Regions from separate parts of the Mus musculus genome. Here region 2 is linked to region 1. A link is a contact called in public promoter capture Hi-C data. All regions are on one chromosome and are shown on one strand. Each heading gives the region's core, a stretch centred on a gene start, on an enhancer-like site or on the middle of the called end of the contact. The rest is flanking DNA. Distances are from core to core; before and after follow the strand shown. Region 1 overlaps Tanc1 (tetratricopeptide repeat, ankyrin repeat and coiled-coil containing 1). Region 2 overlaps Tanc1 (tetratricopeptide repeat, ankyrin repeat and coiled-coil containing 1).

What was found. Capture Hi-C pulls out chosen DNA fragments and counts their contacts.
Region 2: a promoter capture Hi-C map of adipose tissue shows a contact between it and region 1. The contact joins two enhancer-like sites. A contact is called at or near these places in 3 of 39 promoter capture datasets (the 3T3-L1 cell line, epiblast stem cells and hippocampal neurons), 3 of 484 Hi-C or Micro-C datasets (brown adipocytes, colorectal tumor organoids and uterus), 1 of 115 datasets of contacts at active chromatin or transcription factors (embryonic stem cells) and 3 of 9 other capture datasets (adipose tissue, liver and pancreatic islet).

The regions. Positions count from the first base shown.
Region 1 is chr2:59,743,851-59,747,657 of GRCm38.p6, reverse strand. All of the region lies in intron 4 of Tanc1 (tetratricopeptide repeat, ankyrin repeat and coiled-coil containing 1), which reads right to left. Among named protein-coding and RNA genes, the nearest start is that of Tanc1, 130 kb to the right of the region's middle. Within about 2 kb of position 1,702, at least 49 of the 459 cell types and tissues checked have an H3K27ac peak or open chromatin away from gene starts, as enhancers often do. A contact at or near this core is called in adipose tissue, where this site is marked.
Region 2 is chr2:59,808,374-59,812,166 of GRCm38.p6, reverse strand. All of the region lies in intron 16 of Tanc1 (tetratricopeptide repeat, ankyrin repeat and coiled-coil containing 1), which reads right to left. Among named protein-coding and RNA genes, the nearest start is that of Wdsub1, 72 kb to the left of the region's middle. Within about 2 kb of position 1,931, at least 15 of the 459 cell types and tissues checked have an H3K27ac peak or open chromatin away from gene starts, as enhancers often do. A contact at or near this core is called in adipose tissue, where this site is marked.

The DNA.
Region 1 (3,807 bases), core at 453-2,952:
ATGTGGACATGTGTGCAGAGTAACTTAGAAAGTTTTCACGAGGCCTTCAGGCAACACTGTGTTAGAAGTGTGTAATAAGGTAAGACACGTCCCCAATCAAGTCACTTGATTTCTAGAGGCTTACAGAAACTGGGGTTAGGATAAGAAACCTAAGGTGAGGAACCAACTGGAATCATCCAGACAGGTCCCACACACATGGGTGTTAGTATGAGAAAGGAGGGGATAAGACTGCCACAGAAGTAGAGAGAGGAGGGTGTGGCCATCAGGAGCTACAGAAGGTAAGCATTTTCCCAGACAAGTACTCTATGGACGGTGCCTGCGGCTCAGAGAGACAAACAGCTGAAACCACCAAATGGAGATAACACGCCACCGTAGCCCCAGGAAACACCTACACTTCAATACCAACATGGGAGCACCACCATGCCCAACTCCTCCCAGCCCCTCCCCCACGAGGGGAACTTCATGGCACCAAGGTACTTGAAGGTAATGTGCACTGCTAAAAAGAAAGGGCAGTAGGTATCTTGTTTCAACTATTATATGTTTGACGGGGCTCCGTACTCGAAGCCAACTTTAATCCTGACATAGTAACACGCATTTTCTGTCCCTAATCTCACCTCTCCTGCGTTGAGTTTATCAGCTGTCCTACAACCTAAGCAGAGTTTACACTAAATGAAGAGCTGAAATAAACTCAGAGCAGCAACACGATAGTTATTTAGGAGCATGCTTGTCACTTCTACCACAACCACAGAGTATGTCTAGTAGAGAATTCCTAGTCTTAAAAAAAAAAAAAAAAGAAGTGTAGTAAACGGTAAAGACTGAGCCAGCCTTCACGTCCTACCAGAATTGTGTGAGTCTCAGTCTCAGGTGATATTCATGTTAAATATGATTTTAGATTAATTAATAAATGCAAGGCTCAGAAACTGAGTTTAAATGCTATGGAAAACATGCTCTAAATTGTAAATAGAAAACACTGAAAGCAATGTAAGATTCATTTTAGAGATGAAAGGCTCATCTTAAAATAGTCTCTCGACCTGGTGAGGTCAAGCCTTCCTTTCAAAATATTAGTGGAAGGAAAGGGATTCTTGAACTCCAGGTCCCTCCTTGTTCTCCAGCTCCTACCCAGGTGGCAAGGCTACCCATCATGCATCATTGCCCATGTCCTTGAAAGTACAAGGCAGCTCGCTGCTGTGCTGTGTTGGCTGTCTTGAGGAAGCACGCTGGCCTCAACCACAAAGCCATCTCGGCAGTCAGGACCTTACTGTACAGGGTCAGTAAGTGGAAGAGCAGACTGGGCTTGTGTCTGACACACAGGCTTGATAGTGAGATCTCTGAAAAGCACACACCTTCTGCGCGCTGAAACATCTGCAGACACCATGCAGTGATGTTCTGGGCGGGGCGATTAGTCACCATTCCCCTGGCAGGGACCCAGATCACTGCAACCTCCTCAGCAGTGGGGCTGACTCTGTCAGTGTTCTGGGTTCAAGACAACAGAAAGGCGGCTTTCTACCCTGAACACACCACAGCCCAGGTGCCTGCGGGGCTTTTATTAGCGAAAGCTGCTACAATGTATCTGATTATCCTACTAAAGCTGAGTGAGATTGACATAAGGTTGAAGCTTTCAAAAACGTGTGTGCACAGGATAGCCATGCCTGTGTTCACGCAGAGGCCAGGAGAGGGCACCGGGTCCCTCAGAGTTGGGGCTAGAGTTAACAGGCACTTGCCAGACAAGAATGCAGGAATCCAAACTCCTTGTGTCCTTGTGACTGAGCAGAAACCACTGTTAATCCCAGGTTACTTCCTTTTGTTTTTAGAACAACTATAACTCATGTATCTTTTATCTAAACTTGGTAATAACACAATATATACCAAAGTAGCGGCCTCCCTTTAAAGAACAAAACTATTTTTCTTTTTAAAACTTGCTGCTTGAACAGTTAAGAGTTTCAGAATTTAGAAGGCATTGTTCCTGGAAGACTCAGTATTTACCACAAGGTGGCGCTGCTCCGATGCCAGTTTCAGACAAAAGCTCTGAGGCTTGCTGGGAAAGGTTTCTTCACCATCAAGGCAAGAAATGGTCGCCACCCTAAGCAGGATGAAGTCCTGGATGTTTTTAAGGTTTTAGGTAACACGTATATGCTTAGCAGTTACACTAAGGAGTTCAGTCTCAGAGGCAACAACTTCCTGCCCATTGTACACTTGGCCTAACAGAACAGACCCTGGATAGCCGCAGCACACCCAGCTTCACGGAGAGCCACCCAGGCACCAAAGCGGATGCAAAGGCCTGAGTGCTCCTCGTTACTCAGGGGAAAATCTGAAAGTCCGTGCACACTTAAATCTGTACTGGAATAAATGAACGGGGAAAGAGACAGCTCTCAAGATACAGAATAATCGCCAACAATTTATATAGATACTCCATGCTCAGAAGTGACGGGCTTTGCTCCAAGCCTTACCTGTGGGCTTCGCACAGTGCCCATGCAGAGAATAAAGTGTCTTCTTTATGTGGTGGACGGAGACAAGGAGAGAAGAAGACAGGGTAGGTTCAGTGTAGAAAGTGAACAGCCACAACCTTGGCTGGATGACGAAGATCAACCAAGAGAGGCGAACTACACTGTTGGTACACACCTTCGACTCCGCGGGATAAAGAGGTCACCCCAAACTCCTAAGTCCTGGCTGATGGTGAGAAAAACATCAGACACGTTCCAATAAGCAGGCACTCTACAAAATATCATACCCAAGCCACCAGGGTCATTAAAACAAAGAATGTCTGAGAAACTGTCACAGTCAAGAATATATGGAGATGCCTCTAACCCCAGCAGAGGCAGGCTCATCTCTGAATTCGAAGTCAGCCTGATCTGTAGAGAAAGAAATCCTGTCTCAGAAAACCAAACCAAACCAACGGACAAAAAGGTATCTATGGAGACATGATCTCTGAACGTGATATGATAATGTGGGCCAGAAAAAAAGTGAATTAGAAATGGTGGGAAAAAAAAAAAAACCCCACAAATACAGACTTTAGTAGGTATCACTGTTGGTTCACTAATTATATCAAATGTATCACACAACGTCTGTGTTAATGAGAGATTGACCATAGACCATATGGAACTTCTTAGTACTGTTCTTTTGACCTCTTCTATAAGCCTAAAATACTCCAAAATAAATGTTTATATATTAAAAAAAAAATAAAGTCAAAGGGCTGGAGAGATGGCTCAGAGGTTAAGAGCAATGACTGCTCTTCCAGAGGTCCTGAATTCAATTCCCAGCAACCACATGGTGGCTCACAACCATCTGTAGTGGGATCTGCTGCCCTCTTCTGGTGTGTCTGAAGAGAGCAACAGTGTACTCATATAATTAAAATAAAAAAGTCTTTAATACACACACACACACCACACACACACACCCCGAAGATCACCCAAGGCTCAAACAGTAATCGGCAAATGCTGTCGAATTCGGAAGCGCCTATTCTCAAGGTGGTGCATGTGGCCTTGTGGTCCCACACACTTAGAGACACAGGAGAAGCAGAAAATCTCAACTTTACTGCTGGCCACAGGAAGGACAACAGCAGCAGTGTGAGCCTCTGTGTCTTCTATGCCAACCAGAGCTCCCGTGAATGATCTTGACAACGGGTGGCAAGCCAATGAGGTAGGATGAGCCAGGCTTTGAAGTCAGAGGAGAAATTCAAGTCCTAGCCAATTACTGGCTGGGTGTGTAACCGCCAGGAGAGCTAGCACCTAGCCTCCCAGGGCTCCCCACCAACTGTTGTTGGGGTTGGTACTTACATCTGCCATCTGATTTAAAATGTGTGTATTGAGT
Region 2 (3,793 bases), core at 682-3,181, 64 kb before region 1:
TGTGTGTGAGTGTGTGAATGTGAGAGTGTGTGTGTGTGTGTGCATGTGAGTGTGTGTGAGAGTGAGTGTGTGAGTGTGTATGAGAGTGTGTATCTGTGTGAGTGTATGAGTGAATATGTGTGTGTGTAGAACAGAGGAAAAGGTACTCAGAAATGTGAGAATCTAGCAAACAAGCTGACTGATTCTTACAATACAGTTAAACAGGTTCATCACTCCCTACAACACCACTTGACTCAAGTACAATTAAGTGCAAAGGTATTTAAAAACTGTAAGTTTAAATAAAAACAATGACTTTTTTCTTTAAAAAAAAATCCCTTCTGAATAACTAGATCAGTATGGAAAAAACAAACAACATTATGCTGAAGAAATGCGTGGGTGTTTATAAAGGCCTGGGAAATCAGTTTGAAACAGGATGCATACACATAAATACAAACTCCTAAGGCCCACCACAGGACAAGCAGGAATAGCGTGTGACGATTTTGCTGGCCAACTACACGTTCCCTCCCTATCCTTTCCTGATATACAAGAACCTAAGGGGGGAAAAAAGAGAGGCTAAATGATCTGAATAAGTGACTCTCAAACAGTCTTCATTTTTTAGTGTTCCAGGTCCCTCTAGGATGTGAGCAGTGTCTCCCCACCCTCTCAGCATGGTCTCTTTGGAAACCTTTGGTGGAGATTTGGACTTTCCAGGGCCTGGAGATCTGGCAACCTAGCTTCCCAAGAGAATGGACTTGGCAGGCAGGGCTGTAAAGATACCAGGTGACAAATGCACCCACAGACACACTGGGGCAGGCTTAGAATCAGATCTCCCGCCATCCTCTGTGTCCCCAGCCCTCCACTTCCCAGCTGAAAAATGAGAACAAATGTACCATTGCCAAGGTGGCTGAAAAGATTAAAAATGAGTGTCAAAATAATAACACTCCCTTCCCCACCAAGGAGAGAGGGAGGCAGGGGGAGGGAAGGAAGGAGAGAGGGTGAAGGAAGGAGAGAGAAAGACAGAGACTGACTTAGCACTACACCCAGCATTTCAAGAGTTAAATAAATATATGTAGCTACTGTTACCCGTCACCATTTTGTGGAGTCTTCAGAGGGAGGTCCCTGGAGACCCGTCTCCCACCTACACTGTCTTGTGTGCAGCCCTAGACTATCCACAGCCCAGAGCAGCAGGCTGGCAGCCCTTACATGAGTTACAGCTACCGTCTCAAAGATCCCCAGTGCCTGCAGCCTGGTGCGGTCACAGTTTCCAGAGCTGAGGGGAGCAGCAGTAAAAACAACTCACCTGGGCACATGAGCCATGCCAGGCACGTCCCCAAGGGCTTCCCCTGCCAGCTTCTGACCCCTGGGAGATGCCAGTTTTGTTGTCTCCATTTCAGAGGTGAGGACCCAGAGGCTCTGAGCGGGTAGGGCAAAGATAGCTCAGGACACAAAGCTAATTGCTGTCCCTGGAGCAACAAGGACACACAGCAGGGTTGTAGCAGATACTATGTGGCCATACTATGTGGCCTACAGGAAAGGGGGAGAGGACTCATCCTATACACTCCTGCCCATCTGCAGGAGACTTCAGAGTCTTCACCATGGAAGCTCTCTTTAGCTAACACTCCCAAGTGGCAAGGCCACCTAGCAACTTATGGAGACACAGGAGGGTAGTGAAGCGCCCCTGACAATGAGGACCCGGAGAAGCACCAGCCAACTCAAGCTTACAGAAGCAGGGACATTGAAAAGTCTGTCCTCCTTGATTGTGGCCCGAGGTACAACCTCCCTGAGCCCAGCCAAGGAAAGTCAGGCCACGTCGCTGCTTTTTTATACCTGGTCTCCTCTCCTTTCAGGAGAGAAAAACATCAGAAGCCAAATGCTCCCAGATCTATGGGCAGGGGCTGGCACCAGCCATATGACAACACTTGAGGCAAGAACCAGCTGGGCAGGAGCCTGGAGGCTCGTGTGGCAAGGATCCCAGTGGGCCACGCAGGCACAGGCTGCCATGACCCTGGCCACAGGGCTAGCCATCACCAGCATGCTTCCGAAATTACCAAGCCCTCATTTCGGAGCAAGTCATTTTAATTTGCCAAAGTGGCAAACTGCAATTATTTTCAAAATGACATTCATTCCTGTATGACAACAGTTAATACTCTCTAAAAACAGTTCCTTAATTGCATGCATAATTTTAAATTACTGTAATTTGTTCAATATTCTGTGAAAACCGTTTTCCCCCTCATCAAAGACTTACAAAGACAAAACAGGAAGATAATGAAGGGACTTGAGAATTTCAGAGCCAAGCTGGGTAAATCTGGGGATGGTGCAGAGGTAGGTAACACTGGAATCTTATAAACTAAAAACGAACACCTCAAAATAGCTAGTGTGTTCCGAGGAAAGCAGGCAGCCTAGCGAGGAAGGCCTTTTAATCCAGTCTTGAAAACCCGTGTTCAAGAGAGTGTGACATTTCCCATCCACCCTTCTCCACACTTACAGCCTATGTAAATAAATGTCTATCCCCATGAATTCATTAAAGTATGGAGGGCAGGTGCTGCCAGCCTACTCCTTCTGTTCTTTTATAATTTACTAATTTTACAGATAAGCCAAAAGCTTGCTAGACTCAGAAAGAGGACCAATGTTATAGTCACTTAAACCTGATTTCTTTTTTTTTAATTAGATATTTTCTTTATTTACATTTCAAATGCTATCCCGAAAGTTCCCTATACTCTCCCCACACCCTGCTCCCCTACCCACCCCCTCCCACTTCTTGGCCCTGACATTCCCCTGTACTGGGGCATATAAAGTTTGCAAGACCAAGGAGCCTCTCTTCCCAATGATAGCCAACTAGGCCATCTTCTGCTACATATGCAGCTAGAGATACGAGCTCCGGGGTACTGGTTAGTTCATGTTGTTGTTCCACCTATAGGGTTGCAGACCCCTTCAGCTGTTGGGTACTTTCTCTGGCTTCTCCATTGAGGGCCCTGTGTTCCATACATTAGATGACTGTGAGCATCCACCTCTGTATTTGCCAGGCACTGGCATAGCCTCACTCGAGACAGCTATATCAGGGTCCTTTCAGCAAAATCTTGCTTTAAACCTGATTTCTTATAAAATCCACGTGGAAAAAAATTCACAACACAACAACCTTTTCTTGATGTCTAAATTTAGAGTCATCCACTTTAGGAAAACCTCCATCTGGAAAGCAAGGGATACCTGGGACAAGGGACAGCAGTGTGAATCTGCATGCAAGGTTTAGTGAGGAAAAAGGCATTGAAAGCTACGAGCCTAAAGGGAGAGACTGTGTGCAGGGTCCCAAGGAGCACGGGTATATTGCAGCACACCAGGGTACCCAGATAAGGACAATGCTGAAGCTGCACAGCAGAGATTGGGAGGCCACAGGTAGCCTTTTTATCCCTACAAACCCTATCTGTATCCACCGAGAGGCAATAGACTCTCTTGGCAAGATCCTATGCCAGCAGTGTAGTGGGTGATCCTTCCAGACTCACCCACTGCTAGGTTCTCCCTGGTACCCCCGATCCTTGGACATGCATGTGATACCCCCACTTTTCAAACTCATCAGGGACAGGAAGAAGGCAGAGCACCCCAAAGCAATGGGGAAGGCTCCACAAGTCCACACTCCAGAGCCACAGCTGAGGGATGTGTCGAGGGTGCTGTGAGGAACAGCAGGCACGCCAGGGTTCAGGAGTGCTCCCATGTCTCCATCTCTGGTGCATGCAGCCCCTTTTCTGAGGTGAAGTGAATGCCAGGCCTCCCCTCCTCTCACAGGATGACCATGCTAAGCTTCCTCTGGGTTGCTGTGAGG